Regions from separate parts of the Anas platyrhynchos genome. Here region 2 is linked to region 1. A link is a contact called in public Hi-C data. All regions are on one chromosome and are shown on one strand. Each heading gives the region's core, a stretch centred on a gene start, on an enhancer-like site or on the middle of the called end of the contact. The rest is flanking DNA. Distances are from core to core; before and after follow the strand shown.

The links. Hi-C and Micro-C count contacts between places; a contact is called where the count stands out from the background.
Region 2: a contact with region 1 is called in a Hi-C map of F1 follicle, with 4 times the contacts expected there. The contact joins two enhancer-like sites. A contact is called at or near these places in 3 of 8 Hi-C or Micro-C datasets (F1 follicle, liver and subcutaneous adipose tissue).

The regions. Positions count from the first base shown.
Region 1 is chr1:15,672,335-15,677,108 of IASCAAS_PekinDuck_T2T, forward strand. It overlaps REDIC1 (regulator of DNA class I crossover intermediates 1), which reads right to left. Exons shown (of 13, transcript XM_072032736.1): 10 at 4,733-4,774; 11 at 4,120-4,186; 12 at 2,888-2,970; 13 at 944-2,310. The coding sequence ends at 1,711. Among named protein-coding and RNA genes, the nearest start is that of REDIC1, 16 kb to the right of the region's middle. Within about 2 kb of position 1,892, at least 3 of the 8 cell types and tissues checked have an H3K27ac peak or open chromatin away from gene starts, as enhancers often do. A contact at or near this core is called in F1 follicle, where this site is marked.
Region 2 is chr1:15,807,828-15,812,601 of IASCAAS_PekinDuck_T2T, forward strand. KIF21A (kinesin family member 21A) reads left to right here. Exons shown (of 37, transcript XM_027458910.2): 7 at 96-211; 8 at 4,199-4,394. Among named protein-coding and RNA genes, the nearest start is that of KIF21A, 41 kb to the left of the region's middle. Within about 2 kb of position 2,909, at least 1 of the 8 cell types and tissues checked has an H3K27ac peak or open chromatin away from gene starts, as enhancers often do. A contact at or near this core is called in F1 follicle, where this site is marked.

The sequences.
Region 1 (4,774 bases), core at 642-3,141:
CTACCAGTCCTCCTGTCCCAGTTCAGACCTGCCCTCTTTGCCCACTAGGTTCACTGGAACAGACTGGGAATCTGCCTCGCCCTGCAGAGCATATATATCTGCCCGAATTGCGGTAGCTTCACTCACTGCAAGACTCAGCCAGGTGATGTACAGGGTGTAGCTGGGACAATGCTTGCCTTGGAAATGTCCTAATTCCAGCCATCAGGCTCGTGTGGCACAGTTTGAGCAAGTTTCATAACGCTGAGTGAACAACTGCGCCTCACAAAATACTGGTAACTGCTGAGCTTTCAGCAAATCACGAGCATTATTCAGATAAATTATACCCCCTGTGAAGAAGATGATCATTGCAGTTTCAGCTAAAGAAATGACTAGGGAGCTTGCTTTGACAATAAATTGAGGCAACCTAAAAAAGAAAATCCGCTTATGTCAAGCCTTAGGAAGTGGGCGGTGAATTGGCTAAATGATAGTTCCACATTTCAGAAGTCCGGCTGTGAAGCCACTTCCTGTGTATGCAATTTTTATGTACAAAAGACAATGCTATTTTCTTCAAAGTGAAGAAAAGTCCACTGACATTTCCGAGAGATGCTATTTTTAACATGGTGTAGCTATAAACCTGCAAACTGTTCAGCAGTGTAGACTGCCTTTTGGTTTCAAATATAAAACCCGGCAGAAAACACAGCCGTTAGTTTGATGATGAGAACTGAGACAAAGAATGGTGAAGGATCTCTTCGGTGCTGGATGATACACATCCCGACATCCACAAGACCTTTCATTACAAAAAGTAGAAATAAAAGAAACTGACCTGCAGTGTGTAAGGACTAGCCTGAAACATAGCTTACATGCATTTATGGAAGGATGTATGGAAATATAAGCAGAAGGTGTCCACAACACAGTGAGTCATCTTTACTAGGAACTATTTTAAATGGAAAGAATATAGCCTAGAAACAATATTATCAGGAAACTTTATTTGTTATTTGTAGCTTCAAACGAATACTGTAATAAGGAAAAAGAATCATTTCATATTTTCAACCTGCTGGCAAAACGCAGAAACACATAAAAGATTTGTCAGTATTAACAGTCAGTATTAACAGTATTAACAGAGACTAATCAATAGACTGCTGTGGAAGGAAGTTTAAGCATTTGGGTTTGTTGTTGTTGTTTGTTTTGTTAAAAAATAATAAATTAGTTCCTTTAAAAGTACCTTTTATTTTATGTGTGCAGATCTGCATTTTCTGTGTCACTTTTATGTTTTCATTTTCATATTTAGTACAAACATAGGGCAAAGGCTAGTTTGCCTGTTAAAATGGGTAAAAATCAGACAGTAGTTCTGAACTAAGAGTCACATCAAATGTGTCTTGAAGTGAAATTGAATCTCTCCACTACCTTCCTGAGAAGCAAAATCATCCTCAAAACACACAATCCTACAGGTATATGGTGGGGAAGCAAATCTAGTTCCTAAGGTTTATGTTCAATAAGCTGTTGTAAAATCGTTGTTAACAGTCAGAGGTTTACAGAAATCCATAGTTGGAGAAGGTAGATAGAGATCCAAAGTAAGTAATAATGTATAAGTAACAACAATAAGTTATAACAACAATATTTTGTCTAGCCAGGCTAGACAAATCAAGATATGACAATTAAATTAAACCTACTTAGAACAAGACAAAACTTCGAAGTATTATTTCAGTATCCCTTACAGGCCATTCTATTTGCTCACTGCTTTTCTCTCTCCTTCATGACATCGATGTAGTTCAGAACCTCTAGAGTTGTTTTGTCTGCCAAACTCAGATACTCGGCTTCAGAAGAAAACGCTGCCTTTCCTGCTGCGCTGCCTGTGCCTGCAGGCTGCATTGCCTCATGCTCTGGCATTTTGTGCCCTCCAGTGGTGCCGGGAGGAGGGAGCCCCTCGGGGCTGCGGGCAGACAGGAGGGAGCTCCCACAGCTGCACACCCGCATGGTGTCACACTGGGTGGCAACATCCACCCTCCCTGCTTCTGGGGCACAGCTTTCAGTCTGTGACCAACCATCACGCCTCGTACTGGCACTGACGTGCTCTTTTTTACGGGTTTGGTGTAAGGAGCTGCCCTCACCTGGGGCAGCCTGGTCTTTATTTGCCTCCTCTGTGGCATGTGAAGTAGTGTGTTTCTGCTGAAGATAGTTGTCTTCCACCCTGGTCAAACTCCTGCAGTGCTGGAGAGGCTCAGGTCCACTGTGAGGGGCCTTGGGGCTTGCTGAGCCGGAGGTGTTGGCATTGCCTGTCTGGTAACACCGTTTGTCCACATACTTCTTCTTGGCTGTGTCTTCCTTTTCAGACTGCATGAACAGAACTGTGTGAGTAACTGTTAAAGCAGTTCCATAACTAAGTCAACAATCATCCCCCAATTACATTATGAAATAAACTGAAAGGCCAGAAGTGTCTGTTGGATTTTTGTGCTCTTCCTGCAGGAGCGTGCTCCTGGCTTATGTTGGAAAGAAGGTGGGTAAGGTGGATCTTTCCTGTCATACATATTTTTTTATTTATATATTATGGCCTTTTTTGTTTAGTACTGGCTGAAAACACACACAGTGTCAAATCCTCCTCCCTTCCTGGCACTTAAAGTAAGGCAGCAACACCCCAAGGAAGAAAGGAGAAGCTTGCTTTGCATCTTTCCACAGTTGTGTTATTGTAATTCCACTAGGCTCTGTATTGTCAAGAGACCAGACCATGGGGCTGTTTAACTGCTTAGGAAAATTTACATCTAATCATTTCTTGTTTTGCTCACATATGAGGTTGCCTTGTACAAAACAAAACCATAAATAAGATTCCAGCTGCAACCACCCTTAGATGTGCACAGACATACAGATGTCATTCAAATGAGCCCCTGTAAACTCATCAGGGAGCAGCGCTCACCATGTCAGGACTAGAGCTGAAACAGCTTTCTGTCTGTCTTGGTGAGTAGCTGGGTGAGGGGCTGCTGAGTGGTGACTCCACATCTGAAATTTGAGCTCAAACACAAAGAAAAGTTACTCACGAAATATTCCCCAAACATCCAACTCCCAAGCACAGAATGCAGAATTAAGCATTTACTCACGAAATATTCCCCAAACATCCAACTCCCAAGCACAGAATGCAGAATTAAGCATAACTACTACTTCTGAAGCAGCTTTAAGATACCGTTTCAGGAAAAACATGCTAGCAAGGTCAGTCTGGGATATGGAGAGAGTCAATTCTCCTTCTCTCGAGACAGCACATCACAGCAGAATGTGTGAGGCGGGTGGCCCAAAGCTAAAGCTAAGCTGCTAATCTGCACTGGCAGCAGCCTTGTGCTACCCAAGAGGAGGGGTTCTTCAGGGCAGGGGAATGGATTGAATACAGCAGAAACCTTGCAGACATTGGCTACCATACAAGTTATGTGGGCTTATGCTCATGTTTTTTGCTCAGAGGACCCTGAGAGGTCTTCTGCTCTGAAATACAGCCAGCACGGCTGACCCATACAGCTACTGAGGGAGCAGAAAGGATGGGGGATCTCTCTGCTGACTCCCCTCACCCCGTGCACATGTTGAACTGCACAGCGTAGTCTGGTGAAAGAGAATAAAGTTTGGTAAAGACTAGACTAGTAAAATGAAACAAGAAAATTTTCATGAGCTTATTAAATAATATAAAAGATTTGTCCAAGATTTTTTTTTTTCCCACCAGTGGAGATCTGCAGGAATAGAAAGGAAGACAATGTTTGGCATTTACTTGGCCCTGTTACAAGATGGTGATGTTTCTGGAGTTGTGATGTTCAGCTCAACACACCTGACCTCTCTCATGAATTTATTTATCTATTTTGAAGCTAACCCTACTTTCAGAGCTGGCTTTTCAGTTTAGGGGACAAATTTGGAGGATATGGGACAATGAAAAATACGTGGCTAATACTCACCAGAAAGAAGGCAATCTGAATTTCTCTCTTGAAAAAGCTAATACTTAGTTACCTGGTAATGGTCTCTATACAGTGCTGCATGAATCAAAAATAGGAACCTACATCAAATGAAACCGCTACAAAGATGAAAACACTTCTCCCTGGCTTTAAAAGTAAGTTTCAGTTTCATATATAGAGAAAATTTTGATTTTTGACTTAATAATATATAAATGGTACTAACCTTTCTTCTTCTTGTGAAGGTTTGAACTCACTCCCAACTTACATTCTTCCTCTTGTGCTGTTGCAAACTTTTGAAAACAGGCATTAATAGCGAGGGCTCAGTTGGTTCAGTACCTCAGGTTAGGTGAGGAACCTTCTGTTTCTCTATTACATAAAGGACTCCCTGCAAATTATGCTAAGGGGTACAAAACCCCTGAGCAACACCATACCCACCTGAGTGACTGCTACAGGCAAAATATCTACAGATTTTATATGTATGATGGCATAGGGCTCCAGTATAATACTGGAGTATCCTGCTTATAACCTCTGTACCCTGCCATGGAATCAGACCTTAGGGTAAAGAGTAACTTCTATAATGCATTTCAGGCATCAGCTTAGGGGTGAATCAAACCATGTAAATTAGGGACCTGAAAGGACTGGCTGAACCACTTAACTGGAAGCTGTTCTTTCTGGATTCCTCGTATAAAGCAAGAAGATTCCAAATAAATTAATTCAGAGAAGCTAACTTCAGTTTCTAACTGCTGTGGGTATTCCTTCTTCACCCCAAATGAATGGTGCAAGCACTTCAGTAGTAGGTAACACCAAAAAAAAAAAAAAAATCTTTGAAAAGTTACCTCTTCAAATCCAAAGAGCTGATTCTGTTTCCAGACTGCTTC
Region 2 (4,774 bases), core at 1,659-4,158, 140 kb after region 1:
CTAATACTCACGCTTGAGTTTGTAACTGATTTTTAAACTAAAACTACTTGGGAATTGATTCTAACTTGCATGTTACACGATTTGGTGTTTTACAGCTGGCTCTTGGCAATGTAATAAGTGCATTGGGAGATAAAAGTAAGAAGGCAACTCACGTACCATACAGAGATTCAAAGCTTACAAGGCTACTTCAGGACTCCCTTGGGGGAAACAGGTACGGGAACATTTTGCATGTTTCATTGTGAATCAAAGTGAATGAGTACATGATCTTCAGAAAGTAAAATAACCCTTAAAGAGAGTTGTTATCTTTATTATTGTTTGTTGGTGGGAGGTTCCAAAATAAATGACTGTTATGATAGGAAATGCTGGCAACACAAGGGAAAGATATTAAAGAGGCTTTTTGCATCATTCTTTTCAGCGTTGTTGTGGCTTTACTAGACATGGAGCTTTGAGTTACCTGGAAATGGTAACTTCTAAGTAAAGGACAAGTCCTTCCTCTTTAGATTATAGGTACCATAAATGTTAAATCTGTTATTGGGTCATAACCATATTAATTACAGCATAGTTTAAAGCCATGATGACTTCTGCTTCTAGCAGATGTTTTTGTTGCTTATTTTAACCTGAATTGCTAAACAATATTAGCTTTTGATTTGTTGCCAGTATAGAAACATAGAGGAGGTGACTTTGTCTATCTTTCAATACAGCTGTAAAAACAAACAAACAAATAAAAACCACCAGAATTCTCCCTGGAAAACTTCATCAGACTATTGCTATTTTAACTTCTCAAATTTTGTGTTCTCTCCCTGATTTTTTTTCATTAATTTCCCTTCAGTCTCTTTTCTCATTCTTTTTCTGTCCCCAAGAGGTAGCGTTGTGGATATCTGCGTGCAGTTATCCCATTATTTACTTATCATCCAATTGTATTTCTTCATTCAAGCCCTTTGCCATACTTTGTGCTGGTTACCATGGAGGTGGCTGCATTGCGTGCAAAGGGCTAAGGCTTGGGGATTAACAATACTGTGCCCTTACTATTTGTATTTATAATTGCATTTCATATGGTGAAGTCTTCATAGATGCTGGCTGCTGCTGAAGCTATGCCTTCTAAGAGCCGGATGAAGGCCTAAAAACAGGGAATTATTTCTGCAGAGACATTCAAGCTGACTTTGATGTCAGCCTTACCTCTCAGGAAAGTTCTATTGTTGGCTGATGTCTCTCCCTGGATCTCCACTGGCTTGCGTCAGCATGTGTTGCCATCTATTAGCTAGGGAGCCCATTTGCAACCACATTTGCAAATTAGATTGTCTAGCTCAGACTGCTGCCCTTGTGAGCACAGGCTCGCTGTCTGCTCTGATCACCATGAGCAGGAGCTTCATGCGGCCAGTTCTCCTTGCACAAAGTGCCCTTTGTTGCTGAGCAAGGCAGCTTAGCACATATACTGCTGTCTTTTCATAAAGGTTGTCTATCTCAGGATATTGCGGATATGTCCAGATATCTGGCGCTGATCATCTCTAAGTCAAACAACTGTGTCACCAGAACTGTTTGTAAGAGCCTCCTCAGTATATGTATTGCATAGAGACCAGGAAGAGAGGCTTGGGCTCTGGAAGCTCTAAGCAAACATGCACCATGAACATGTAGAAACACAAAAGGGACCATAGTTAAGTATGTTTTAGCAAGGTAGTACGTTTATTCCTCTGTTTAATCTGCTGTCCTAGGGGGCAGGAAGTATTCTGGGCATTTCACAAAAGAATAGGGAGAAGTGGAGGAGATCTCTTAAATCACTTCTCTGTTCTTCAGAGATATAACTTCAGTAACAGCCTGCACTATTGCAGCAGAGACACATAAAAAATGGGTAAAATAAAGGCTAGGATTTTCAAAAGTGTTTAACAGAGGAAGAAACCCAATAATAGGGAAAAATCAGGAGAAACTGAGCGCATGACTTCCAAGCTGTTTCTGGAAATAACTTTACAAATAGCATTTCTTGACTAATTTTATATCAAATACACCAGCCAATAGTCACTTTTCAAGCCGCTTCTAAAATTGCATTTTTACTGAAATATTATTTTAATTTGACTGAAAACACTTTTTGTTTGGTAGCTCAACTGCTCCCTCTTCTGTACTTCAAGAGAAATCACAGTTTACAGTAAAATGTGCAGATAGCAAATGCAGTTCCAGAGCATTTACAAGGACAGGAAGATATATTATTTCTGTTCCTGCCTGATGTTAATTTTTTTTTCTTCCATCCCTCATTTTTATTTATGTAATATACATGATAAGGCAGGAAAAATTAGTAGTTTGTTGTTAAGGAAGAGTTGCATATTATAACACAACTTAAAATTTCATATCCGTGCTTTAGCAAACGAACTGTGGGAAAGCTAAATTTTAATCAACATGCATTTTTTTTCCTCTGGGAAATCAGATGATTAGATTCCTGCTAGTCTTTTCCATAGCTTTCCAAATTCCACCCCAGGTACTACAGTCCACATTATCCTTTCTCTTTTGCGAATACTTAAAAAGATTTGCTATAGTGATTCAGGTTAAAAGATAGAATATATATTCAGGTTAGAATACATATATAATTCTGTAACAGTTCTGAAGCAACATTTAAGCATTAATGTTTCTTGAATTATTCAAGTTAAAATATGGAGCATGCCCTAGATTTCAGGGAGGCATTTTAAAAACTGGAAAAATAAAAGGAGTAGAATGGCATTTAAAAATGAGTCCACTACAAAATGCAGATAGGAAAGTGGAGTTTGAGTTGCTCAGTTTTTAAGAAAGCTAGCAGAACCAGTTGTCTGAGGCTTAGAAAAGGAATCAAATTCTGAACTGAAAGTACAAGTAGTTCTGATCTCAGAATTATTATTATTTCCTTAATCTAGCATGTTCTTATCTTTATGACTAAACTCCACAAGTCTGGGGAGGTGATGCAATGGTGCACAGGAGGTCTGAGAGAGAATTGCAGAAGCCTAGTCCTTTATATACTGAACCTTTCCCATGTCCTCAGGCTAGTTACTCTTTTTAGTTTAGTTTCCCAGTGTGTAAGGCAAATTTAATCGCTTGCCTCACAAAGGGTTTCAAGGAGTAATTTGTTTTTCTTGATCTGAAATTACAGAAGGTGAAGATCAGATCCAGTCTGCCTAATGCAGATACTGCTCCGTTGCCCTGAAGACATTGCACTCCTAACACAACCACCTAAGCTTCCACGTACAACAAAGAGAAGCACGTTCCTCTAAAGCCTGCTGGGGATGAGCCAGTCACCTCCTATATATGTGTTTTCCCCTGTCTGTTGAGAATTTAGGACATATTGGTGCCATTAAGCTAGGATCTACAGCTGAAGTTCTGGCTCTGACCCCTAGGCGAATAACTAAAACATTATGCTGGAGTGAAAGGCATTTTTTTTCTTTCCTTTTTTTCCACCTTTTCTTTCCCAGTCTTTTTCTTGGAGCAGGTAGCATGTTCTCACCTTGTATATCCCAAGATGGGATGGCTAGAGGGTGTAGAGGAGCCCAGAAAGTGGTTGTTTGTCTTGGGCATGGAGCTCAACTATTGCTCCTTTTTACAGAAGTGCTCCAAGCTTAAGTGGTGTTGCAAAACTTGGAATTAATACATTTCTTGTCAGGTCTACTGAGGATAAGTACTATCTTTTGGGCTTCTTTTGGTATAGCAGATACTTGGAGCTGAAGAATTTAGGCAGTTTGAATCTCAGTAGAAAAGTATAGGTGGAAGACAGATATTTTATGACGTTCTGGGCACATACAGGCAGCTGAAGATGAGTGTTTGGGCAGCTTCCAGATTAAGTGGGAAGGCACCTCATGAATTAATGAGTCCTGGCAACTAACACGATCCAATCACTATTTGAGGCCTCAGGTTGCCTTTAAGTACTTTAATCTCAGTTTACATGGGGTTAGGAAAACCGAGTATAATTTGAAAAAGATTTCTAGGAACATCAGTTAATTGCTTTTATAATTTTATATGTAGAACAATTAATGATCTCTCTCTTATACTATGCTAGGGTGATACGAGGTATTACAGTGCTGGAACTTTGTGGTTGCCAGTCTCCTGCTACAGTGAGCTAGGTCTAGAAAATTCTCACAAGTGTCATGAAATCATTATTCCTTTTTTCACCTTCCATATGAAGACCTGTTAGCCTCTGTACTCTTTTTGTTCTTGATTTGTAAAGCTAATCTATGTTTGTAACTTGCAGTCAAACTCTCATGATAGCGTGTGTGAGCCCGTCAGATCGAGACTTCATGGAAACCTTGAACACGTTGAAGTATGCGAATCGAGCACGAAACATCAAGAACAAGGTGATGGTTAATCAGGACAGGGCTAGTCAACAAATAAATGCTTTGCGCAGTGAGATTACACGGCTACAGATGGAGCTCATGGAATACAAAACAGTAAGTGTATCCTTTTAGGATTTTTTCTGCTCTTCTTGTGGTTATAGTTCTACAGCTTGTTTTCTGTTGGCTGGTTCCATTTCACACACTAAAAATATTGAGTAATAACACTAACTTATAAAGCACTTCGAGTCATTACCAGATGCTCTCATTCTTAGTGATGAGAAATAGTCACTTTCAAAGTGAAAACGATCACAGTTTAAATTGGCACATGAAGGAATATGTGAACAGTCATTATGTACTGCTTTAAAACTGAATAGAGAGCTAGAAGTATTTGTGTTTTAAAAATAATTTTTAAATTATACAAGCTAAATACTTATACTTTACAATGCCCATTTCTTCCTGAAAATTTAAACTAAAGATAATGCTTTCAGCAGTAA